Regions from separate parts of the Mus musculus genome. Here all the other regions are linked to region 1. Evidence: chromatin contacts called from public Hi-C and promoter capture Hi-C data. All regions are on one chromosome and are shown on one strand. Each heading gives the region's core, a stretch centred on a gene start, on an enhancer-like site or on the middle of the called end of the contact. The rest is flanking DNA. Distances are from core to core; before and after follow the strand shown. Region 1 holds the start of Ccdc50 (coiled-coil domain containing 50). Region 2 holds the start of Tmem207 (transmembrane protein 207). Region 3 holds the start of Il1rap (interleukin 1 receptor accessory protein). Region 4 has its middle 19 kb from the start of Il1rap. Region 5 overlaps Il1rap (interleukin 1 receptor accessory protein).

What was found. Promoter capture Hi-C pulls out the DNA fragments that hold promoters and counts their contacts. Hi-C and Micro-C count contacts between places; a contact is called where the count stands out from the background.
Region 2: a promoter capture Hi-C map of hippocampal neurons shows a contact between it and region 1, with 2.3 times the contacts expected there. The contact joins the promoter of Tmem207 here to the promoter of Ccdc50 in region 1.
Region 3: a contact with region 1 is called in a Hi-C map of hematopoietic stem and progenitor cells, with 6 times the contacts expected there. The contact joins the promoter of Il1rap here to the promoter of Ccdc50 in region 1. A contact is called at or near these places in 7 of 39 promoter capture datasets (the 3T3-L1 cell line, the C10 cell line, hippocampal neurons and 3 more), 3 of 484 Hi-C or Micro-C datasets (CD4 T cells, hematopoietic stem and progenitor cells and liver) and 6 of 115 datasets of contacts at active chromatin or transcription factors (astrocytes, embryonic hindbrain, embryonic stem cells and 3 more).
Region 4: a contact with region 1 is called in a promoter capture Hi-C map of liver, with 4 times the contacts expected there. The contact joins the enhancer-like site here to the promoter of Ccdc50 in region 1. A contact is called at or near these places in 2 of 39 promoter capture datasets (liver and pre-B cells), 3 of 115 datasets of contacts at active chromatin or transcription factors (astrocytes, embryonic stem cells and large pre-B cells) and 1 of 9 other capture datasets (liver).
Region 5: a promoter capture Hi-C map of liver shows a contact between it and region 1, with 2.1 times the contacts expected there. The contact joins the enhancer-like site here to the promoter of Ccdc50 in region 1. A contact is called at or near these places in 4 of 39 promoter capture datasets (the 3T3-L1 cell line, 3T3-L1-derived adipocytes, liver and 1 more), 3 of 115 datasets of contacts at active chromatin or transcription factors (bone marrow-derived dendritic cells and bone marrow-derived macrophages) and 1 of 9 other capture datasets (liver).

What each region holds. Positions count from the first base shown.
Region 1 is chr16:27,385,182-27,390,399 of GRCm38.p6, forward strand. Ccdc50 (coiled-coil domain containing 50) reads left to right here and starts at 3,775. Exons shown (of 11, transcript NM_026202.4): 1 at 3,775-3,956. The coding sequence starts at 3,908.
Region 2 is chr16:26,523,860-26,528,629 of GRCm38.p6, forward strand. It overlaps Tmem207 (transmembrane protein 207), which reads right to left and starts at 2,912. Exons shown (of 5, transcript NM_001101640.1): 1 at 2,781-2,912; 2 at 929-966. The coding sequence starts at 2,855.
Region 3 is chr16:26,579,178-26,584,200 of GRCm38.p6, forward strand. Il1rap (interleukin 1 receptor accessory protein) reads left to right here and starts at 2,528. Exons shown (of 11, transcript NM_001159318.1): 1 at 2,528-2,709.
Region 4 is chr16:26,560,213-26,565,420 of GRCm38.p6, forward strand. No RefSeq gene overlaps it. Among named protein-coding and RNA genes, the nearest start is that of Il1rap, 19 kb to the right of the region's middle. Within about 2 kb of position 2,444, at least 10 of the 459 cell types and tissues checked have an H3K27ac peak or open chromatin away from gene starts, as enhancers often do. A contact at or near this core is called in liver, where this site is marked.
Region 5 is chr16:26,614,189-26,618,800 of GRCm38.p6, forward strand. The region is part of intron 1 of Il1rap (interleukin 1 receptor accessory protein); the gene reads left to right. Among named protein-coding and RNA genes, the nearest start is that of Il1rap, 35 kb to the left of the region's middle. Within about 2 kb of position 2,168, at least 2 of the 459 cell types and tissues checked have an H3K27ac peak or open chromatin away from gene starts, as enhancers often do. A contact at or near this core is called in liver, where this site is marked.

The sequences.
Region 1 (5,218 bases), core at 2,525-5,024:
TTTAAAGAATAGGCACAACTTTAATTAATTAATTCTTTTTGTTTGCTTCTATTTTCCTTCTGGCCAGAAATGTGAATGTTTTTTAAGGGGAGCAAACCTGTGGAATATCTCACTGAATTAGTCAGCTTCTAGTCAGGAAACATGTTACAATCAACATGATGTAATGGAAAGAACACAACGAAGAGACCATTCACAGGGTGTTGGCAAGATTGAGGCAACTAGCAACAGTGGGAAGCCATTCAACTCGAGCAGAGAACTGCAGGGCCATTGGAAGGATTTGCCCATTAGAGACCTGTGCCAGCTTGAAGCCCTAGAAAGGAGCCTTTTGGGCTCTGTGCTGATTAAATCTGTCATTGCTACCTTCAGGCTCAACCTACAAGGCTTAAATCCTTTTTATGAATCTCAAGCCCAGAGGATACTGTTCCATCCTCACCAGGCAGCACTCACTAATTGGATGGATCTAAAAATGCCTCCTATCTTGAGCCTTTCCTGCTCTGTGGGTGCTTCCAAAAACAAGTCAAATAAAACAAAACCAAACCTAAACCCAAAACCCCCCAAAAACAACCATCCTTTTAATTCTGTCATTGCATGACAGGCTCACTTCTGCCTCTCTGCCCCTTTCCCTAATGGGTAAAACTGTTTCAAAGTGCCTGGCCTGAGGCTCTGCTTTCCTATTGGCTACTGGTTTTTCTAGTCACTATTTAGATTGACACATCCATGGTGTACTCCCAACCCCTTACCCACCTAACGATTGTCCTCATTTTGCTTGATATTTTGGTCTCAGAGTCTTTCAATGGCCAATTGGGCTTACTTGTTCCAAAATTAAACAGATTCCACTTTAATTGGTTACAAATGATTTCAATATCAATCTAGGTTCTGACCGACTCAAAATCTGCTTACCTTTGTTCAAATCCCACCTTACTTTCCCCTTTTATAGCATACCTTAACCTCATATGCGACAGCTGTGTAGCCTTCACTTTTCTAATGGGCTATTAAAACCATCACCAGCTCCATCTTTTTCTTACCCTTGCCTCAATAATGAAGAGCTCATATATTCCTTATAGGGTGCAGGTTTATCTCTACTCCCTAGGCAATGGACTGAAAGATAAATCTTGCCCTCTTTCTTCCCCAAATCACACTTAGGAAGAATAAATATTTCTGTAACTACATACATCTCCAGCCCAAACTAAAAGGCTGTTGTTGCTTTGTTTCTTTCTCTTGGCTTCATCTTAGTCATAGGTACAGGAGTTGGGGGGTGGGGTCTTATGAATGCCTAGAACTTCACAAGGCAAAGAATTACAATAGTCAAGAACTTTCAGCAAGGTGTTGGTATCACATGCCTTTAATCCCAACACTCTGGAGCTAGGAGAAGGGTGATCTCTGAGTTAGAAGTCAGCCTGGTCTAGAGTTCCAGGGCAGCCAGGGCTACAGAGAAAAACCCTGTCTGGAAAGAACAAAACCATACTAAACCAAAACCAAAGAACTTTGAATAATATGGGGCCAATTAAATTGACTTATAGAAGTGGTACTTCAAAACTACCAGGTCCTAGATTTACTTGTAACTGTAGCCAGTTACTCCTTTGCTTTTAAAGTCAAAAGGTTTCAACAAGACGACAAAGACTCCAAAACAGTGTTAAAAACACTAGCGATTGTTAAAAGCAAGGAATAAAATGGACTCTTAGCTGGTGATTTTTTTAAAAAGATTTATTTTTATTGTATGCCTTTGAGTGTCTTACCTTCATGTGTATATGTGTACCACATGTATGCTTAATGTCTGTTGAAACTAGAAGAGGGTATCAGATGTCCCTGACCTGGAGTTATAGTTAATTGTGAGCCACCATGTGGGTTCAGATACTCAGACCCTCTGCAAGAGCAACGGGTACTTTTTAAAAATGAAAGCAACTTTCTAGTTCTGACTGATGAATTTTAAATAATGTCTGTGGGCTGTGAGATGAATCAAATAGCAAAGGTGAATGCCTTTCCTCCCCTGGAGACCAGTGGGAAGAAAGAATAGACTTCCAAACTCTCCTCTGGCCCATCATGGTTGGGTTTAGCATACCAGCAGAAGAATGGAATGCAGACTCTATCATGTCTCTTTCTTCGGACTTTTATTACTTCTCCTCGTCACACTCATCAGAAGCAGAAACAAGGAGCTCCATGTCAGTCTCCAGTGGAACAACGTGGTGGAGAAGTAGAAAGAGAGAAGGAAAGAGAAGCAGAGATACTGTCATTATAAATGCTCTCTATAACTATAGGACAATTTAAAAAACAGGTCCATATATGGCAGGACATTTATAAATACCCCTAAAGCCACTTTGCTATACCTTCCTTCTTCACACTTTGTTTATGGAGTGCTCTCTATCTCTGACAGGGCTGTGCAAAATTTTCTTGTAAGGGTTTGATAGTACTTTAGATTTTGGGCTTAAAAGGCAAAATTTAAATGACTCATATTAAAAATAATTTAAAATGTAATATTTAAACAAATACAGTCACGGGGTTTCAGCGGGCTGGGTTTGGCCTGTGGGTAGCAGCTTGCCAACTTCTGATCTAATTTTTGCTCTCATTTACATCTTAGTTTTTGCTAACCAATTTTAGTGTCAAGTTAAAAATCATACCACTTCCTCCTGACCTCTCACACTAGGAGTCTGAGCTGAGATGGGAAGCCAGTTTAAGCCAGTGGCTGAAGTGACACGTTGAACTTTGACAAGATGTTGGGCTGACATTCCAGAGTTCAATGATCCTGCCAACAAGCTTAACTCTGAGGAGGAACTGTGCTTTGCTACTGTGTTTCCATCAGAAACTGCCCTCTTCTCCGCCTTCTCCTATCTTTGCTTATCTTCAGTTTAGTTTCATTGTCTGCTAGTGAGAGTGGCCGCCCACTCAGGAAACAGATACTAATTTGCTACTCTACCCTTTATGTAGCAAGCCTAGGGAGGTATTCTGCTCCACCGGTTTTGATCTCACACCCATTCTTTGATAAATATGCATGGTTTGTGGACTAATGGACTGAAAGATAAGATTAGTGAAAACCCAGTTTAGGACTGGAATGTTTCCTTTAGGGGAAGAGACAGTTCCTAAAGGAGCATGAATCTGTACTGATCCATAGGATGAAACGCGAAAAGTCGCTCATTTCAGAGAAACACAAATGTCAGAATTATAGACCAGTGAGTGGCATGCTGGAAGGGGAAGCCCATACAAGTCTCTGTCACAATCCCTCCACCCCCGAAACTGAACATCCGATCTGGTAGACATTTATAGTTTTTTGTTGATTGAGTGACTCAGTTCTCCCTGCTGGTTGTGAATATTCCGTTTCCAGAAGGGCCCAGAATTTAATTCAGTGTCTTGTATTCTGGTTTCTTTAAAAACAAAAAAACAAAACAAAAAAAGAAATATAAAGCACACACACACACACACACACACACACACACACACACACACATGTATGTATGTATGTATGTATGTATGTATGTATGTATGTATGTTTGTAAGTATGTATGTATATGCCCACTAATCCCAGATATAAGGATTTGTGGTGCCTGGCACTCAATAAGCACTTTACACAAGTCTTAAATCTCAGAGTGGAGCGCAGATAGGCTCTGTCCCGGCGGCGCCTAGCTGGCAGGTGCAGCCTTGGGGTCCCGGCCTTCAGGCCGCAGAGCTGTGGCCTGGGCTGGGCGCGGCAGGCACATAGGCGAGGGGAGGCGGTCTGGCTCGCACGCCTCTGCGTGCGGTGCAGCCTTGCAGCCCCCGCCCCCCGCCGCCGCCGCCGCCGCCTTTCTGGCACCTCTCTCCCTCCGTACTGGACTCCGGTGCATTTCCGGCCCGGGAGAGTCCGGCGTCCACCCGGGCCAGCCCGCGGGGTGGGCGTGCGCCGTGATCTCCGCGCGCCCGAGGCCCAGCGGCCGCCATGGCCGACGTGAGTGTAGATCAGTCCAAGTTGCCGGGCGTGAAGGAAGGTAGGTCGGGACTCGCGGGCTCCGGGGAGCCGGGCTGCGCGGGGCACGCGGCGCGGGGCGGGCTAGGAGCGCCGCGGGCTGGCTCGGTCCGCCAGCGGCTGCGGGAGGCCCTCGCCTGGCCGCGCGGCCTTGTTCTGCCCTGTGGACGCTTGATGTAGAAATCCCAGCCCTTCCAGGCTGGCCCAGGCCAGGGGGTGGCGTTCCGAGTGGAGTGGAGCCTTTGTTTTGAAACATGACCCTCTCCCTCCTCTTCTCCTTCTGTTCCTCTCTTCTCCCTCCTTCTTTTCTTTTCTATCCTCTACCTCCCTCCTCCTTTCTTTCCCTCCTCTCTCCCTTCCTCCCTTCTCCCACTTCTTCTTCCTAGTCTAGTGTCTGGCTGGCTCTTAGCTTCAAAAATGTTGAAAATCTTAGGGTTGGCATTGCTTTGAATGGTGGACCTCAAGCCCCTATAAAGATGATCTCCCCACTTCCATTTTAATAAAGACCAGGCTGGAGTGGGTGGGAGCTTGTGATCCTGTTACCCCCGTTGCCCCCCATGGCTGCTATATTGAAGTCCAGGAAAATAAGATTGACTAGTACTGGCCAGGCCTAGCTTACTTCATCTCTCCTCCCCTCCCCGGGGCCTAGCATTTTTATTGTTTTGGTTACTGGCTCATCTTCTTGTCACTCTGTCTTTCCCTTCTTGGGAAGCACTGGACTTCCATTATGACAACACCTAGAACGTTCAAGAGTGCTCTCTCTTAAAGCCATAAGTTCTGAGGGGGGTGGGGGGGGGGTCTTTGTTGTGGATCTCTTTTGTTTCACCAGAGATCTGTGGCCAACACGGTCTGGGACTGGGATGTGTGTGTTGTGTAAGTGAAGGAGTTTTTCCTTTCTTGAGACTTTAGGCTTCATTGCCAATTTCAAGTGACTCAGATGGTCTCGCTCTGGCCAATTTGGAAATCCCAAGACAATTAGTGACTACTTGGCTGCATCTGTCCTAGGGTTTCAGAGAAGCACCGTGGCTAGGAGTCAATGATTTTATGTTTAAATTGTAGTAGGTTTGGATCTACTCCATTGTTTCTAAAGAGTAATAATGCCTTCAGGCTGAGCTTTTGGTCTTGGTATTTTTCCATCGTTTCTGTCCCTAACTTGACTTTGGTTATTACAGTTTTTAGTTAATGGAGTCTAAGGAGCCACTGGGAAGACATATCGGTTCTTCACCTGGAGGCCAGCTGTAGAGCTCCCCTCTTGCTTTTGGATATGGGTTTTGTGCGCAAAGG
Region 2 (4,770 bases), core at 1,662-4,161, 860 kb before region 1:
GAAAATAAGGAGACTAGATGTGGGCAGCCTTGAAGTCTGGAGTCCAGTAAACATTATGAAGAATCACTCAGTCATGGCTCCCAAGAGATAGGACAACAGTAGATACAAAAATTAATGCAATGAAGCAGCAATGAAGGAGCACGCAGACCTGAAAGAGCAACACATACTAAAGAAACTGTCACCAAGAGGATCTGAAACGGTGAATGGTTCCAGAGCTGAAGACAGCTCGCTCTTAGACAGCTCCTGCTTCAGAAGCACTGCCCACTGACAAGGCTGGGAGAGTCTCAGGCAATGATAATTGAAAACAGCTGGCTGGCAGAGGACCCCACCTTGAGTGCAATGCTTGGCAGAAGAGCTTTCCTGACACTTGTGCTCAGTCACACTGCATTACAGTTCCCATTCATCATCATCAGCATTATTAATGGCACCTCCTCATCTCCTGAATAGAATTCTGAGAACCATTAAGTCTCAAAATGTAATGAAATGAATCAATTATTCACACAATTCGCATCTGACGCCCTTTGAAATGCACACCTAACTCAGGATAAAATGTGGGCTCATTTAGTTATATTTGAAAATGAACTGCTTTGAAACTGTTCATTGAATCATCATACTTATCAGTGTGGGGGCAAAAGAAGAGAACTTTACAGTTCTCTTGTGCCTAAACAACTATGGAAACCTCATAGGAGAAGAACCCAAGAGAAACAAAAGACTTGAGATCCATGAACTCCTGCATTATTCAATAAAGTGATGACAGTGACAATTACCTTTCCTGGTTGGTTGTTATTGTTTTTGTTGTTGTTTGTTTTGTTTTTAGAAATCATGATTTTGTTTAAACATGACTATCTTTAGTGCTTTAAAATGACTTGAGTCTGCTGAGTCTATGAATTTTTCAAATGCTAAATAAATACAATATTTTGTTACTTACATTTCATTTTCTTCACAGGATAGATCCGAGAGCACTCGCTGAAACACATATTTAGAACAATAAACTTCAAGCACTGTATTGGTCTAATCCTTTAATGAAAATAGTGCCTAGAGATAGTGTGATTTTACATCTTTTCTTCTCCTCTTCTCTCTCTCTCTCTAAGCTTCGCAGCATTGTTTTTTGTTGGTACACAGAATTTTAATTGAAAAAAAATTGTCTCTGGGTAGATTCTTAAATTCAGCAGGAGTAGGAAATCTACTGAAATTCCTCTTTATACTACAGGATCTGAACAGTATATTGTTTTCTCCACAGACTTTGCGTGATCTAGACAGCCATTGGGACCCTTGAGTTTCTGTTTTCTCATTTAAGTGAGAAGCAAGAGGGTCATTATTTATTATTATTTTCATGTTAAAGAATAACATTCCCAGTCAATGGAAACAGAACTCAATCAATAACTTTTAACAGTATTTAAATATACATGTAAAGTAAGTGCTTTTAATTACTGACGTAAATTTATGGTCACATGATATTCCTGTTTGGGGGGAAAAATAAAATAAAACCTTCCATCTATCAAAGAAGAAAAGAAATAACCTTTGAGAGGTCCAAAATCCTCAGCAATCTAACAAAGTTTTCTTAGTTCTAGGTGATGAACTTTAGAGGCTACAGTATTTCACACCCATAATCACAAGAAAAGAGGTGTTTCTTTTTAGATACTCTTTTTGTATGCTACTTTGACTCTATGAATTGACACTCTCTTGTACAATGAGACATTCAAACATCACTTAATGTAACACTGAGGCTTGGAAAGGTCACTTGAAGCATTTATTTTTCCAGACTATCACATGTAAATATAAGTACAAATAAATTGTTACAAATTTCAAGTGATAGGTTTGGGGTTTTTGTATTTAATATGTGCATTCCCCTTGATCTCAAATGTGCCTTTCTTTTTTTTTTTTTTTTTTTTTAGCACCTAGTATTTATGCCATATGGAGCAATGGATTGGCCATCAGAGAGCATGGTAATGAACAATTTATAAGCACAGAAAATGAGTTGTATTCTCTTTTGCTAAAATGCTGCAAAGAGATTTGCATACTAACCGGGAGGAAATGAGCATTCAAATTCTGTCTATAAAGAAACTTTGTTTATGACGAGATGTAAACCATTTGGGATCTAGCTTAACAGATAAAACAAATTAAGCCAACCTTTCCCTTTCAAGTCACATCCCAGTCTTCTCTGTCTGTTGTACCCTAGCAAGGAGCGTGTGGTATCTCATTATCACCACCAAAGGGCCAATGCATTAGCTGCCAATCTCCCAGGCTGTTATGACATAAAGAAAGGAGGTCTTAATACGCTGCAACCTTCGATCTTTCAGACACCTTGCCTTCAAGTAAGAGACATACAAGGATGCCATTATTGGTTACAAAAAGATGCCACCACAGACTAGCCACATAAACCTAAATATGGCTCTGTCTGCAGCAGTCATCACTGAAAAACTGTCAAGAATCCAGGGAGCTGCAGAGATTGGTAAACATTTTCTAAATTAGAAGAGCCATAGTATTTTTTGTGTCAATAGTATTTCTGTGTTTGAAAACATCGCAAAGTATTACAAAATAAAGTGTACATTTACATCACGGATTTCAACAGCATTGCAGCTAGGAACAAAGAAATGAGACTTGAGGCCATGGATGTTCTAGTTTTCATTTTTGGAAAATAACTAATATAAATCATGGGGTGCTGGTAGAATCTTGAAGAGAATCCTTTACACGCAGTAGTTAAATCACACAAAGGACAAATTCTCAGTATATCAACCCCAAAGAGACCTCCAAAAGCTACTAAAAGCATCAATGATTACCTGGAATAGTGGCAAACACAGGCATCCCGCAGTTACGATTTTGGAAGCGACACGGAAAGGACTTGATGTTGACATGCTAAAAAGAAAGATGTACCCAGATACTGTGGCTTACTCACTCTAATTAACTCTCTCAGAATATATTAGCTGCTCTATGCTATGTGTCCTGCTGCAGTGTGCATTAATGATGGAGTATGTGACCACGAAAGGGCATCCAGGGACAGAATGTTAGCTGCATGCTCACAGGTACTAGGAGCTCAAGGAGTTTAAGGTCAGAACCCAGGGACTGTTTGTTAAGGCTTTTAAATGCTGACCTGCAAAGCCAGCTGGTTGTTTGAACAACTTTCAGTATTCAAGTGCATATTTAATTCCAGGGAACATGTGAGGGTTTTCTTTCTTTCTTCTTTTTATTTATTTATTGTTTATATAACACCTTGTACTGTATACATTAATTCAATCTTCTATGCTTTGTAGACCATCTTTGCTCTTCTTTTCCTACATATCATTTTGAGTAGGAGGTTGTCCTCAGCGTTGAGTCTCCAGTGATCAGATTAGCAAATTTAAAATTTAAAAATAGAGTGGGAACGGGTAGATATGTAAATATGTCCTTTCATAGATAACTAAAAATACTAGAAGTTAATTACTGGAAAATATCAGCTAAATTACAAAGCACCCTTCGGCCACAGCTTTACTTTTCTAGAATGTATCTACATCTTTATATATTGCTTAAATCTGTAAATGGTGCCTATAATAATTTGAAGTGCTGCTCACTGAAACACTGAATGTCCATCAACATGATCAAATACCAAATGGCTACATGCATGCAGCGGAATAGGAGGAGGCTATTATGATTATTTCCATGAATTTCTAAATATGAGGTCAGACACAGAGAGTGATGCAGAAAATGCTCTTAGTGCTATTTTTAAATACAAGTAACAAATGATAGAAGTCAGCCTATATAGCTTGTTACTATTATATATATATGTATATATAAAGGAAGGCAGAGTTAGTGGAGTTTTTTTCTTGTGTAAAATATGCTGCATATGCTTTTATGTGTACAGAATGTGACATAGATTGTCAAAAGTATTTGTAAAAGAGAACTGGAGACTAAGAAAAGAAGTGTGGAAGGGGAAAGTTTCACTATCAGTTTCTTGTCTGGTCGCTACACGTACATTTTGTCTATATGTCACTCAAATGCGTTCACATTTAAAGGGACAAATCTGAAATCAAATATCTAGAATTCAGATCATGGTGCAACCTAAATCCCACAATAGTTTACTAAATTCGATTTTAATTATTATATAGGAACCCATTTATGATTACATCCATAGATTACTCCGGAAACAAAGCTCCAGCTCTGAACTTGGATTTAAAGCTTCTGGATTATTTGCACTGTGTCTGGACAGGCGAAGCAGACTCAGTGACAGCCATGGTCTGTTTAGTATGCAGACACAGACACAGCCATGAATTTCAAAGCAGAGGAAGGGCTCAGTGCCAACACCAACAGGAGAAAAGTAAACCAAGCCTACAGTATTATTTGTGCCTCAGACAGCCTCCATTTTGAGTGTCTTTGAAGCCTGTAATTAAACAGAATGAAAAATAGGCTTTTCACTGGTGAACTTATTTATTAGTCGGTCAGAAGCCTGACTTCCGTCAGCAAAGTCAATGATCTTAAGAATTTCTGGGAAAGAAGGGAAGGCCAGATGATGAGAAAAGAGATGGAATGGAAACAGGGGCTCAATGCTTGGGTTAGCCTTAGAAACTGGCACAATGACCAACCGAATACAAGGAATAAATAATTCTTGTCTAATAGCGCATGACTGTGCAGCCGGGGGCTAGCTAGAGGCATAGCGACTGAATGGAGATACAATCTACCAGCACAGAGATGCTGCGAGTACCACTGCTCTGTTTCTGCTGACATTAAAACCATGCTCATTACTCCTTTTATCTCCCTTCTCTGTGAGACTCTTGATGTCTGCATGGTCCAGGAATG
Region 3 (5,023 bases), core at 1,278-3,777, 810 kb before region 1:
GGGAGAGGGAGAGGGAGAGGGAGAGGGAGAGGGAGAGGGAGAGGGAGAGAGATATCTGACAGAATGGCCCATAAAATGCATCAGATGGGGCAGAAGAAAACCAGAGTCAAGCATGAGTAAAGGATCAATGGGTCAAATTTGCCTAATGCAGCTTGAGCAGTAAAGCAAGATGAAGACTGAAGGGTGACCACTGAACACTAACAAGGTCATTAGGGACCTTGACAGTGGCATATTAGTGATAACATCCTAATCGATGACATAACCCACACTGCATTGGTTTTCACATTCCTTTCAGTTGTTATCCATATGTCTATTTAACTTTTGCTTTATCCCATTATAATCCAAGCCCTTTTTTTTCAGATATACACTCATGATGTAGTAATCATGATAATAAATGCCTTATTATATGAATATATAGATTTGGCTAACTATTTTATTTCTACTATTTATGTAGGATAAAATAATATGCTGTGTTTGTAAAATTCCTTCCATCTCCATGTTATGTGCAGTTGCTAATTGCCCAGGATAATATCTAGGTCCATTGGCAACTGACATAATCTTCCTGGCTTCTGGGTAGCCCAAGGTAGTTCATCCAGGTGAATGTTTTGGAAAGTCGATGCTTACTGCTTGGGTCCTGACTTTTGTATCTTCTACTTTTAGATTGAAAGCATTGAGAAAATTATTTAAACTTTCTTTACATCTTTTGCATGGCACCCTATCTGTTGCTGTGAGAGTTGAGTGAATTAATATATCTGAGGCCATTGTGATTGATTTATGCCTTCTATTTTGTAGATAACCTACAAAATCATTAGTGTAGTGCTTAATAAGTGTACTACATTAAAAGGAAAAGTTGATGCCTGGAATATGTTTAATGAATGAGGAAGAAATCAAAGAATTTTATTTGTGCTTATCACCAGTAACTTAAAAAATGTCCTAGATCATTTCTTCTTTGCATCAGTGACAATCTTATGGGCATGGAGTATGTGTCAGATATCCATACATAAAATAATAATGTAACGGCTCAATTGTCTTGAGGTCAGGAGACACAGAAGCATCTCAGTTAGTTCTTTTAGGAAGGTATTGCAGTGTGAATATGAACTCTTCCCCCATAGGTTTGTGTGTTGAATAACTGGTCTGTTTCGGGAGAGTCTGGAAATTTAGGTTCGAGCTCTAGTTTGGAGGAAGGAGGTTGGTGCAGCACGGATGTGACAGTTCTATCTGGTCCCTTGCCTTCTTCCTTCCCTGTGCTTTTGCTGGTGCAGAAAGTGATCAGCCTCTCCTCTTCCCACAATGCAACACAAAGGTACTGGAGCAGAAGAGTCAAAGTAGTTGCTTCCATCACTTAAGTTGTCCTTTCAGGTGTTTTGGTTACAGCAGTGTCACGGAAGTGTGCAAGGTTTGAACAGCCAGCATCTTTAGGAAGGCTGACCTTTCTTGGCTCTTATTTTGTTCCCAAGCACACACACCCTTTCCTTTTACACCCCTTTCCTCATTGCTTAATTGCTTCATCTGGGACTCAATTTCTCAAATAAACAAATTAATAAGACACAGTTAAGTAGTTTGAGGGTGGGGCAGACAAGGAGGTGGCAAGGAGCAAGGCCTGTGAGAAGAGACAAGTATGGTTGGCAGATTGCCTTTGTTGGGGATACTCTGAAATGAGGACCGTGTTTGAAGGGCCTTGTTCTCGAGGAGGCTTTTGAACAAGGAAACTGATGTAAGGAAGACCATTATACAGATCCTCAGATGATTACATAACTGCAGTGTATAGTAGAGATGGCAGCTAAAGCTTTTCTAAGGACCCGGTGATAGGAGAATGACGGAATAGAAAATTATTTTCTTCTGTAATCGATTATTCCATTCAATCACCAATGCATTCTTCTTTGTCAGCTTATTCGTCTTGAATGCTAGCTTTTTTGCCTCTCATTATACTAGTGGCTGATTATGATAGTGGACGATACTGATAATGTCCTACTGTCATGATGGGTGCTCTCTTTCCTGTGTCCCCTACTTCTAGCAGAGCAAGATAGGGCTCCTGACTAAGGAGAAGGCTGTGCTGCCGCTGGTTCCTGTTGCTCTAGGAACTCGACACATGGTGGGTTCTCTGGGGTGCAGCCTTAATCGACTCATGGCCATTAGTATGTGACAGGTGAATACACAGACCAAAGGAACCGTAGGCTAGGACCCACTTGGGTTGCAGGACCGCGATCTTCAGTGGAGCACAACGGTGCGCTTAGGTGTGCAGAGGCTCTGGACCTGCTCTGAGTATTTTGGTCTTGAGACCAACCGGCTGCAGGGCTAGCCCTTCCTTGCACGTTCCGCCCCAGCCCCAGTGGCCCACGCGGTGGCACCCAGCGCAGCCTGGCATCCGCCAGCGGGCGGACCCCACGCGGCTCCTCCTCGCGGCGGGCGGGACTGCCCCGCGTGCGGCCCCAACCCTAGCCTTGGGAAGCCCGGATCGCGGGCGGAGCGCGATTCACCGCGTGGGTGGAGTCTGTGACTGGATCCCAGGGCCAATCGCGCGGTGGCGGGGGAGGAGCTCCGGAGGGGGAAAAAGAAAGTGCGGCGGAAAGTAAGAGGCTAGTCGGGGAAGGCTGCCAGCATCTGGCTTTCCTAGGTTCGGCTTGGACCAGGGCGCTGAAAGAGGCAGTGGTCGGCCACCCTGCATCCATCTGGTCGCTGTCGCCGAGCCTGCTGGGCTGGCCCGATAAGGTGAGTCTTGCTCTGCAGGGAGGGCTGGGTTGAAATGGCCAGCCGCAGTAACTCCGGGTAGTAGGAATTCTTGTAGATCGTCTTCCACAACCCTTCTGGTTTACAGACAGCAAAACTGAGACACGGAGCGAGACTGTGGCCAGGCTAAACAAATCACACTACTAACTAGTAGGGCGGTCGGGGTTCGAACTTAGCAAATTGGAGGCCTATTTCGCCCGGGGCTGTGCGGGTTCTCAGGCTTTTGAGGGATCTATTTCAGGGTCCTTGTGCCTAGGGTTCTCAGGAGTGCCGCTGTAAGCTTGAGGCGAGCAGGAGGCTGTGTCCCAGCACACCCACTCCATCACATCGTAGCTCGCAGTCCCAGCTATGACAGCCCTGGGGAGAGGCTGCCAGCAAGCAGCCTTGCTAGCTCCTTTCCTGACCTGCTTTTTTTTTTTTTTTTTTTTTTTTTTTTCTTCTGAGGGACGTTCCTGCCTAGGGTCTCTTTCAGGCAGTGAGTTCAGGAAGAAGGAAGAGACTACAGGTGCTGGCCACCACTCTCCCAGCCTTGGAGATAGCAGGAACTGTTTTCCTTGAGGGGTGGGGGTGGTGGGCAGGACATGGGATGCCTGTCCTTTAGAACAGCTGGTGCCTGAAGCCTCCTTCTACCTCTAAGTCCTAATTGGGAATAGGGAAGCCTAGTTAAAGAGAAAATCAAAAACACGAAAGCGAACTTCTGCTGTTTCCATTAGGAGACAGTTGCTCCCTTCCCTCCGCAAACCCACTGATTGTGAAATTGTGAACCAAGGCGCTACGGAAAACATTAGATGCTTTTCCATGCAATAAGCTATGGTTACCAATAAGCTGAAAAGGTTATCTTCTGTCTGTGCCTTTGCCTTGTGTTGGCTGTGTAAATTTGGGCAGTTTAGCTCACCTTTCTGAGACTATTTCAAGTAGCAAAATGGACACTAGAATGCCCCCTGTGAATCCTAGGGGTAGTTAGGAGGATGAAATAGAACAGTTCAAGTGACATGTTCAGAGTGGTGCCTGGCCTGGCGACTTTGGCAAATATTGCTCTGTACTAATATTGGCTTCACTGGGTTTGAGAAGGGTTATTTTCTACTACCTTGGTGTGACTTTTTTTTTTAAATCTAAAAGTAGAATGATATTTAGCCTTTAGAGTTTGAGCATTTAAAAATATTTTTTGCATTCAATTTTGTGTGTAGGTGGGTACATGTGTGTACGTGTGTGGGGAGGTCAAAGGACTGTGTGTGTGTGTGTGTGCATGCACATGATGCACATGTGTGTGGAGGTCAAAGAAAATTTCTCAGGAATCCTATCTCTCCACCATGTGGGTGGAACTCTTCTGGTGTTCAGGTTTGGGGGCAGTCATCCTTACCTGGCAGGCCCGAGCAGTTCTTTACAGTGCTTTCTAAACATGGTCCACAGGTAGACTCGCTTGATCATTTGATGTTTGAGCAATGCGAATTTCCTCCTCCTTTTGAGGTCAAGCCTCCAGCCTGGGAACTGCCTTGATAGGAGGCATCCTGCATTGGCAAAGAAGGTTTTTAATGTTTGATAAAGGATGAAAAAGACAAGGAGAAGAAGCTTGAAGTTATAGCAATGCCTTCCATTGCCCCAAGCCTTCTAGTCCTGTTCTTTGGTCCATCTCTACTTCATATTCTGTAGCTAATATCAAGAAGCAAGGGGATTTTTGTATATTGTTCAGTAACACTGGGTAAGTTCAGTCTCTTCTGGATACTAATTGGCTTTATTTAAACCCAAGCACACACATATGCTCACATGAGCCTTCCTGTGTTACTTGTCTTTTAAAATGAAGCAGCTTCCATAGATACCTCCACCTGACTTGCATGACAATTGATTTTATTTTGATCCATATGATTATTTACTACCATCTACTGGCCACAGTGCAAGTCCCTGAAATGAGTAGTTAGCATTTATAAGGGGCTGCCTCCTTCCTTCACAGTCCACAGCACTTGCCTGCAGTATTGATGAACTCCAGGGAAAGGGCGGGATACATCTTGAGAGGAGGTGAGGGTTTGCTGATGTCCAGTAGGTACCTCCCATACCAGACATTGCCACAAGACAGGGACACATCTGTTTGTCACCTTACTCTTTGTGCTCGGATTGTGGTGACGCGCCACAATATGATTTAATGTGTGCCTTATAAACTAGGGACTTGTGGGGATAAGGGAACTGTTCAAAATGAGGTCAAACAAGGGCTTGGGATGGGCATTGAAGGCAAAGTCTCTTTGCTTCTGGGTTTTTGAAGAAAGCATACTGAGGTTTATCATTCCTGATACATGTTATTATA
Region 4 (5,208 bases), core at 1,194-3,693, 830 kb before region 1:
ACGAATAGGCTAGGCTGGCTGTCCAGCAAGCTCTGTAGAATTGCCTACCTCTACTTCCTAATGTACAGCAATGAGCTTAGCTTCTGTTTTGTAATATGAACTCTGGAGGTTGAACTCAGATTCCCCACTCTGTCTCCCTACCCCACCCCCACTTTCATGATAGTCATTGGAAGGAAGTCACTGTGCAAAACCTACACTGAAGTTCTAAATTGAGCCTGAGGAGAGGACTTAGTGTATAAGAACACTTGCTCTTCTTGTGGAAGATCAAGGCTAGGTGCCCAGCACTCACACGGTAGCTCATAACTCTCCACAACTCCAGTTCTAGGGATCTGATGCCCTCTTCTGCCCTCTATATAGACATGCAGGCAAAACAGGAGCATAAAATAACAAAAACAAGCAGGGGAGACCTAGCTCATTAAGGGAAGACTGTCCTGAAATCTATTTGGGATACTAAGAATTGTTTTGCATGGAAAATGTGTTTCTTCTCAACAATTTATTTATTCACCCTTCATTTACTTATTAGGACATACTATGAGGGCATAGATATGTATTATTCATAAGGTTCCAGCTCAATGCTAGTTTATTAGGCCACACAAATTGGTCCCACTTTGGCCACTGGGAGCTTGAGAAGTCACTCCTATTATTCAATATTTTGTCACTAATTATTTTTAGCACGTTCTTACTACCTGGTGTTATGAGGTTACTCTATGCTCATGTTGTATATTTTCTGTCTCCATCCTAGGATCAACTGTTTCCCCAAGACATAGCAAAGGTGTTTGCCCATTTAATTATTTTCTTATTGTCTATGTACTAGAACAGTCCTGGGCACTGAGAAGTCACAGAATAAACCATTGTCGAATGAATAAATTAGTGAGTAGGTGTGAGAAGTGGACAGAGCAGTTCTGGCCTGAATCCTGGCCCTATGTTTGACTCTTCTTTCCCTCAAGGTAAGTGGGATCCAGCTTTTGGGGATTGAAGTTTTCATGAGTAACATTTTAGGACCTTGAATTATTTTATTCTCAAGTATTACGTTTTAGATTGTTTGTTTGTTTGTTTTTTAAGACAGGGTTTTATTGTGTAGCCTTGGCTGCCCTGGAAACAGATCTGTAGACCAAGCTGTCCTCAAACCCATAGATATCTTCCTGCCTCTGCCTCTGCCTCTGCCTCTGCCTCTGCCTCTGCCTCTGCCTCTGCCTCTGCCTCTGCCTCTGCCTCTGCCTCTGCCTCTGCCTCTGCCTCTGCCTCTGCCTCTGCCTCTGCCTCTGCCTCTGCCTCTGCCTCTGCCTCTGCCTCTGCCTCTGCCTCTGCCTCTGCCTCTGCCTCTGCCTCTGCCTCTGCCTCTGCCTCTGCCTCTGCCTCTGCCTCTGCCTCTGCCTCTGCCTCTGCCTCTGCCAAGTGCTGGGTTTAAAGGCATGTGCACCACTGTCACCCACCTCAAATTTTACTTTTAAGAAAGCTTTCATGCTCAAAAAGGTATATGAAAACTTACAATTCTCATACTCAAAAGTTTTAAGCCTTACTCCCTTCAGTCAGAACTATTAACTCTATAAATATTTTCTGCTGGCCTATATTGTAATTAATTATCAGATTTATCTTTGTGTTGTTATTCTGAGAGATCAGACTTTTTTTTTTCTTTTTTTGCCTGTCCCTAGGCTGTGAGCAACTTGACTAGAGTCGTGCCTTATTATGCAGAGCACCCTGAGCACCAAGGCAGCTGGCACTGAGGAAGCTCTCAGCAAGTGGTTAAAACAGATAGGCTGCACAAAGAGCTGCTAGGAGAATAAGGCTGTCTTTGTTTGAGTCAACAATAACTCAAGTTGCAAAGCAAGCATAAAGAAAAGCTAAGTTTTTAAGTGTTGAACAATTGTCTGGAGAGGGTACACTTCAATTCTGAGCATGGGGAACGGAGAAAATTCTAAAGAATGAATCCATTCTACAACCACTTTAACTGCCTTTTCCTGAACTCTTTCATTTCTTATTGTTTCCCGTAAATTTGAGTAAACAAGAAAATCTCTAGTGCACAGACTCTCAAACTCCTAAAATGTACCTTAGATATGGTTTCATTCCCTTATCTTGAAGACAGAGAAACTGCTGCCTATTGAGTGAAGTTAATTTATTTTTGTGGCCAGGTAGGACCAAAGTCTAGGTATAATTCACTGTATAGTCAGAACAACCATGTTGCTGGTCTACAGGGAAGCTAATATGGGTATATCTGTTTACAAAGCTCACAGGAAAATACATGTTATGAGTAATGGGTAATAGTCAGTGAATTCAAAGGTCAAATATTTTTTAAATATTTCAAAATATATTTGCTATGTTCAGGGTGCTCTTTAAAATCCATAAACACAGGGCTCTCATCTTCAATTATTAACAAGCCACTATATGGCTGAGTACTTTGATCCTATCAATCAGGAGGCAGAGTCAAAGGCAGATAGATGGCTATGAGTTCAAGGCTAGCCTGATGTACATAGTGAGTTCCAGCCAACCATGTTTACACAGTAAGACTCAGTCTAAGAAAATAAAATAATAATGATGATACTATTATTATCATTATTAAGTTAGCAATTGGTCATAACAAAATAGAAGGTATAATAATATCTATCCAGCACTCACAAGATGTAAGTTGCCAATTGCTTCGTTTTTGCTTGAGGTCTCACCTTCAACTAGGTAAGAACTGATGTTAGGCAAACTATCTTCCAGTTGACTGGTTAGAGAGAAGACATTTAAACATGGACTCTGTAACTCTGGACCTGAGGTTATATTTGCTATCCAGAGAACTTTGCACCTCAAATTCTTGAGCCACTCTGATTAAAGATTTATGCCATTGAATTGATTTAATTAACTATTTGTAGTGTCCACAACTGGATCTGATTCTGAGCAGTCTTTGCCACTCAAACAGCACACGGCTGATTCCAAGAAGTGCTTGCTGACAAGGAGCCTGATATGGTTGTGTCCTGAGAGGCTTTGCCAGAGCCTGACAAATCCAGAGGTGGATGCTCGCAGCCATCCATTGGACTGAGCACAGGGTCATGTGCTGTGTGTGTATTCTTTTGTTTACACGCATAGTGAGAGTACTCTGTGTGTGCACATGTATATAACATAAAAAATAAGCACCCTGAGTATACTGTTGTTCTACAAGTATGTGATTTGCATACAAGAATACATACATATTGGTACTGTTTAACTTTGGAAGTTTCCCTTCTTTCTCTGTTCTCTATGGCTATAGAGTCTAAAATGCTTAAATATGGCTTAAGGTTTTTATACCCATGGTGTGTATGTGTGTGTGTGTGTGTGTGTGTGTGTGTGTGTGTGTGTGTGTGTGTGTGTGGTCTGTAAGGACAGTAGATGCAATGCTCTGATTATGGTTCAAGATTTGAAAACACAATAAAAACTGAAACAGAACCAAAAAGGAAACAAATGAGATAAAATTCTGAATGGCAAAAGATGTTAAGGGAAAAGCTTTTCCCAAGGACTTGGGCTTGTCTTACACATGCAGCTTTTATTTCTGACTTGGCACACTGTATAAGTAAGCATGCCTTGTTTGTCAAATTCCAAATTTACACCTCTCCCTTCCTATTCTCTTGTCTCAAATTAATTTTATCTGTTAAACCTCAGACATTGTTCTGTTTGTTCTGACATACACAAATAGTAAGGTTATAATAGTGATTTTATCCGGCCAATCTTCTGAGAATGTTTATTTTTTTAGTCATTGTATAATTTACATGTAGGAGCAGGTCACTTGCAGCATGACCTTTAAGACTCCCAGTAATGGGCTACACATTTCACTCTCAGATGTTGTCTTCTTTTCCCTGGCCTTTGTAGGAGGTGTTCAGAAATCACAAGTCATGAGCTTGAGTACAGGCTAGCAAGCAAACCATTCTCTCTCTGCCTTGGAAATGTAACTGTACAGATGTCAAGGATATCATATGATAAGTAAAATCTAAAATAGCATGTTTATGCTTCCAGCCACAGGAATGATCAGATTGATAAAGAGAGGACTGTACATTTTGGCTATCATTAATTCAGGAAGAATCAACAAGGGTTCAGGGTTTGGTGTGGCAACAGAAAACAGTTAAAACCTGAAACTAAGGAATAAGCATGGATGCAACATAGCATATGGAATCAATTGGTGTGATAAACAAAACAAAACACACACACACACACACACACACACACAAACACACATACACACACACACATCACTTTGCTAAACTTTGTGCTTTTTCTGTGACCTTCATCTTCCTTTTTGCATGATCTTAACTTCAAGAGTAGTTCGAAAATTTACCAAGAACAGAGTGTGTCCTGTTTTAACCAATCTTCTCAATGATTCTTTGTTAATTGCCTGTACATAGGTGAAAAGTGTTGATTGGCCATATGTACAAGTATGGCCAGCAGTATGTGTGGGAAGTCACATATGCCATTGCAGAGTGGCACTGACTACTGCTGGCCACCACGCATAAGTTTGGACAAACAACCAATGTGTACATATGCAGTAAAGTGTTTTGCAAAGACACTGCCTGGCCCGGGCATGATAATGAGGCTTTGAGAGTATAACCAATCAGATGTGAGACATGCAAATGAGGTATGATAATGAGGCTCTGTGAGGTACAGAGAGAGAGAGAGAGAGTAGCCAATCAGATGAGTAACATGCAAATGAGGCTTAGTGCATAACCAATCTGGGTGTGAGACACGCCTCTCCTAGGCCTATATAAGCATCACCAGTTCTGGGCTCCGGGTCTCTTCGCCTCTGCAATCAAGCTCTCCCAATAAACGTGTGCAGAAGGATCCTGTTGCAGTGTCGTTCTTGCTGGTCGAGTCCTGCGCACACAAGAAGTATGGACAAATGGATGACAGTGCACGCTCTCTGTATTTCTGGGTGGTGCTGTCAGTCAGTTGTAGAATTACGGTTGCCCCTGCTTCTTAAAGACATGCCAATAGGATGAAAAAGACAGGCAGTGATTTAATATTACCCAACACATAAGGACTTCAGAGGAGACGAGCTATTGGCTTTTTGTTTCAGCTGGGCTGCTCTGATGAAGCAAATCACAGAAAGTGTGTTCTCATCAGATCACTGCTGTCAATGATCTTGGGAATGATGCTGGCAGTTTTCTTTCCAAGATGCCAAGTTCATTTAATGACTTCGCAGACAAGACAATTTCACCTACACATTTTATTACACCGACGCTCTTCTCAAACTACAGCTTTGAC
Region 5 (4,612 bases), core at 918-3,417, 770 kb before region 1:
AAATGCCATTACAAATCGTGAACCTTCATGAGAGCTGTGGTGCATTACTCTTGAAACACATTTTTAAAAAAAGTTTTGCTTGACAGTCAGGGTATTTGCTAAAGGATGTCTTGTAGATGTCATTATGACATTGGTGGCATTTGTAATGAAGTTGAACATTGGGTTTCTTGTTATTTTGTTTATGTTTTCTTTTTTTCCATTTTGTTTATGTCTCTTGGCTGGCAAGCTGTGAGGTTCCTGATTATAGCAACAGTATATTTCGTATTTCTAGCTGCTGTGACAGAATATGAACAAATACACCCTCAAGAAGGGAAGGTTTATTTTGACTCACAGATTTGGGGCATGGCCTGTCTTGATGGGGGAAGCCTGAGGTGGTTGGCAATCTTGAATTTGTAATCATGAAAACAAAAGTATATAAACTCTGCTGGTTTCTCCTTTTTGTTCTGTTCAGGGTCCAGGCCCCTGGGCCAGTAGAATAACACTAATCACATTTAGGGTAGGTCTTCTCACAAAAATCCAGTCTCAAAACCCTGTTACAAACATGTCAAGAGGCTTGTCTCCTGGGTGAAGCTAGAACTTGACAAGTTGATAAGCAACATTAACCATCACTGTGTGTATCTCTGTAAAGTTTATGGAACCAGGCTCAATAAATAACTCCATGATTTGAATAGAGTATGAAGCTGGAGACAGAAGATAGAACATGCAGGTTTTTAAGCACAAATCTATGAAACTGTGGCAAAGCTTCGCTGCTTCAGCCCTTTGCAAAGGTTTGTAAAGTTTTCTGTGTTGGGAAAAGTAATTCATTTCCTAACCAGGAAGTGATTGGATGTTAATCCTAAGGTGGCATGACTGTTCTGTGTAGGTGATGGAAATAATTCCACTTAATTCCCTTCTTGAACTTTATGTGCCATCATAGTGCCCAAGTGGGCTGATTTCTCCCCTTTCAGTATACATGTTGAGATATGCCAGATGCAGGTTTCCAGACTGTGAGCTTCTATTTGCCAGACAATTTCACCTTTCATAAGGATAGGACAACAACCATTCTTCCTAGTTCTTCATAAACATATACCGAGTGCATTAACATAATTGCTAAACCATAACCTCCTTTCAAACATAAGCAAAATAAACTTATTTCTTAATAAACGGAAACATTTCTCGTGCTTAGGGTTTATATAATATTTGTAATTAGAAAGATTTTCCCCTATTTTTAGTAGTGTTATTGTCTCCAAGTTCAATTTTTATTGTAGAATAAATAATGGCCTGGGCTTTTCTACATGTAGGTATGTTCAACCTGATCCTCAACCATTTCCTTAGAAATATTTAGAAAAACTACAGTAAACTTGGGCCTGGCATACCAAAGAATAAGCTATGGGACATTGTACCTAGAAGTTGATTCTAGGTAAGGCCCTAGTTACTTGAGATTCATTTTGGTTTTTTTACAAACCATAATCAACACAGCTTGAGTCACAGACCTGTGTGGATAACTCCATGATTCCATGTGTTAAGCTTCTGTTACCTTACTAAATAACTCGAATGTTTGCCAGTATATGCAGCCAGCTATCTTCTTGGACATCGCTAAGTCCTCTACCCAAGGATATCCATCAACAAATGTCGTAAAAAGTCAATATATATCATCTGCCAACCTCAGTGTCCCAAAAATGAATGGTAAGTTAAAGGAGAGTCTGCACACTGAGTGAAGGCATGTAAGACACTCCCAGCTTTGCTTGAAATTCTCCAGGAACTTCTAGCACATCACTCTTAAATTGTCTCTGGAGAATGAGCAGGTCCCTGTTATCCTGAAGTGGACACCTTTCATCTCATGTTTGCCTCACCACTTTTCTCAGAGTGCCCAGGGTCATAGAGTCAAACATACAAGCCAAGGTCTGGCATTCTGTTAAACTCCTCTTAGATCTCCTCTCAGTGCAAACCTACTTCTACTCTCTGTGACAGAGCTGAGCCTTCAGGGTGATATGTCCTCCCTCACCTCTCTGAGTGTGTTGTTATTCAAAGCTTTAAAGTCTAGGGTGAAGGCCTCCTGTTCACATTCTATTCCAGGTTTCAGAAGGTGGCAGGTGGTGAATTATAGCCATCCTCTCTAAGGACCTGGTATTTTGAAGCTGTAGAGAAAGCAGTGCCCAAAAGCGTGCTAATGTTTTCTGCTGTGACCCTTGACTCTGGTGTTTCATCAGTAGCAGTTAGCAGCACTGACTTGGTGAGCTTGAGGTGAGGACAGCACTTTGATCTCTCCCTTTACATCTACTTCTGGACTTTTCGGGAACATTCAGTACTTAATGACAAGGCTGTTATTTTCAAAGTGAATGTTGAAAATAGAATTCAATATATTTAGGTTTAAAAAAAAAAGTCTTTATTAAGCCTGTCTAAAAGACATCAGGAATCATCAGTTTTTTTAAAAGAAGAGTCATGTTACTTAAAATGTACTTAATAGGTATATAAGATAAAATTGACCTGTTTTGAAGCACAGTTCTATGGATGGGATGATTACCAATCATCACAAACTTCAAGCTTGGGGGCAGGCCTCTGGCCATGGCTGTGAAGGATTGCCATGATTATGGCTAGCCTCTGAGAATGTCTGTAAGAGGTTGTATTTTTTAAAATGTACTTTGTGAATGAATGAAGAATCTGTGGGCTTATGTGTGTGTCTGGATGTCAGAGAGCAACTTGGGGAGTCAGTTCTCCCCTTCTACACTTATGTGGGTGCTGGAGATTAGCCAGGTGGTCAGGTTCCTGTCACCAAGTGCCAAGTGCCTTTAACCTCTGAGCTGTTTCCATGGCCCAGGACATCATATTTATTAAGTTAATCAATGCGGAGACTCATTTTGAATGTAGATGCGGCCATATTTTGGGCACAGAATTTTGGGCTGTATAGAGTGGAGAAGGGAATCTGAACACACCTTCAACGTTTTCTGGTTGTGACTGCAGATGCAATGTGACTAGCTGCTTAGAGTTCCTAAAGCCTTGACTTCTTTTCAGTGATGGATGGCAAACTGGAACTGTGAGCCCAAACAGACTCGTTTCCCCTTAGTTTCTGACTCTCAGGTTATTTTATCATGGTGGCAAGACCAAAACGAAGACAATAAATTTTAGGTTGTATCCTGGATTCTAGAGCAATTGCCCCAATCAGGTTATTCAAGTGATCCATACCGCCATTATACAGCTCCTTTACAGATAGACTATTTTACCAGTCCAACCCTCAATGTTTGTTGCTTGTCAAACCATTTCCGTCTTTCTGAGAATCTTGTGTAAATGGAATCATTCAGTGTGTAGCCTATTCAGAGTGGCTTCTTTCATCTAATAGAATTCCTTTGAAGTTGCCCCAAGTAACTTATAAACATACACTGGATAATGTTCATTGTTTGGAGTTGCTGAATACTCTCTCTCTCTCTCTCTCTCTCTCTCTCTCTCTCTCACTCTCTCCCTCTCTTTCTCTCTCTCTCTCTCTCGCTCTCTGTGCTCCAAAGCTTATTGATGGTAATAAAATATACATTCCATATACATATTTTTTGTGTGTGTGTAATTATAATTTCTTATGGAAAGACCTCAGCGCAGGACTGTGTGGAGTCATATAGCAAGACTATTATTTATCTTTACCAGACTCTTCCCCTCTGTTTTGCAGTCTGGACTCCACATGTTATTGCACACAACATGTCCAGCCACTTTTTATCTTTTTAAGCCTTAAATATTTTCATTTTTTATTATATTAGCTATTTTGACAAGGTGTAGTAGCGATCTTAATGGTTTTTAATTTATATTCCCCAAATGAGTCATGGTTTTAAACCCCCTTTGATATGTTTGTTTTCCTTCTGCATATTCTTTTTGGTAAAGTTATCTTTTTTACTCACAGACTTAATATTTCAAGAGTAGTTTGTTTACTGTATAATGCCTACAACTATATTATTATTATTTTTAAAGGTGTTTTGTATCGTGGGGCCCTCCTCCTTCTTTTCATGTAAATCTAACCTCATTTATCTGTATCTAAAGCTATCCCTATGACATGTTGGTTGAAATTAATTAAATTAATTAAACCTATTATGTTATTTCCTCTCACTAATGGGACAAATAACCAAAATGTCCATTTATAAGACACCCACAAACCCTGGAACATGTAAGGGACAGAAATTAGAGTAAGAATCTTTATTTTAAAAACAGAACAGAAACGGATATAAAGTTGTAGAGTGGATCACCTGGGAAGAGTTGGGGGAAGACTTGGGATTGAATATGATCAAAATAGGTTCGTCAGTAATTAATGAAGTGGAGGAAAACGTCCTGGACTCAAACATATAAACAAATCAGCAACTACAAGATGCCAATGTGTCATTTCATGGTTGTCTGTGAGCCAGAGGACAGGGGCAGAGTACTGGACTTGCTTCTCTGTTTTTGCTCTTGGAAGATGGTCATCTAGGTACTGTCAAGGTTGTGCTCTCTCTTCACTGCTATAGAGATGAAGGCCTTCCCACATCCTCAGTATTGGAGAGATGAATAAGACTGTCTTTCCTTTTAGCTTAATGCTGTGAGTTGGAAGTTTGTACCTTTCTATATATTGGCCTGTTCCATCTATGTTATGGAATTTGTATATTTGGCATGTATAGCATCA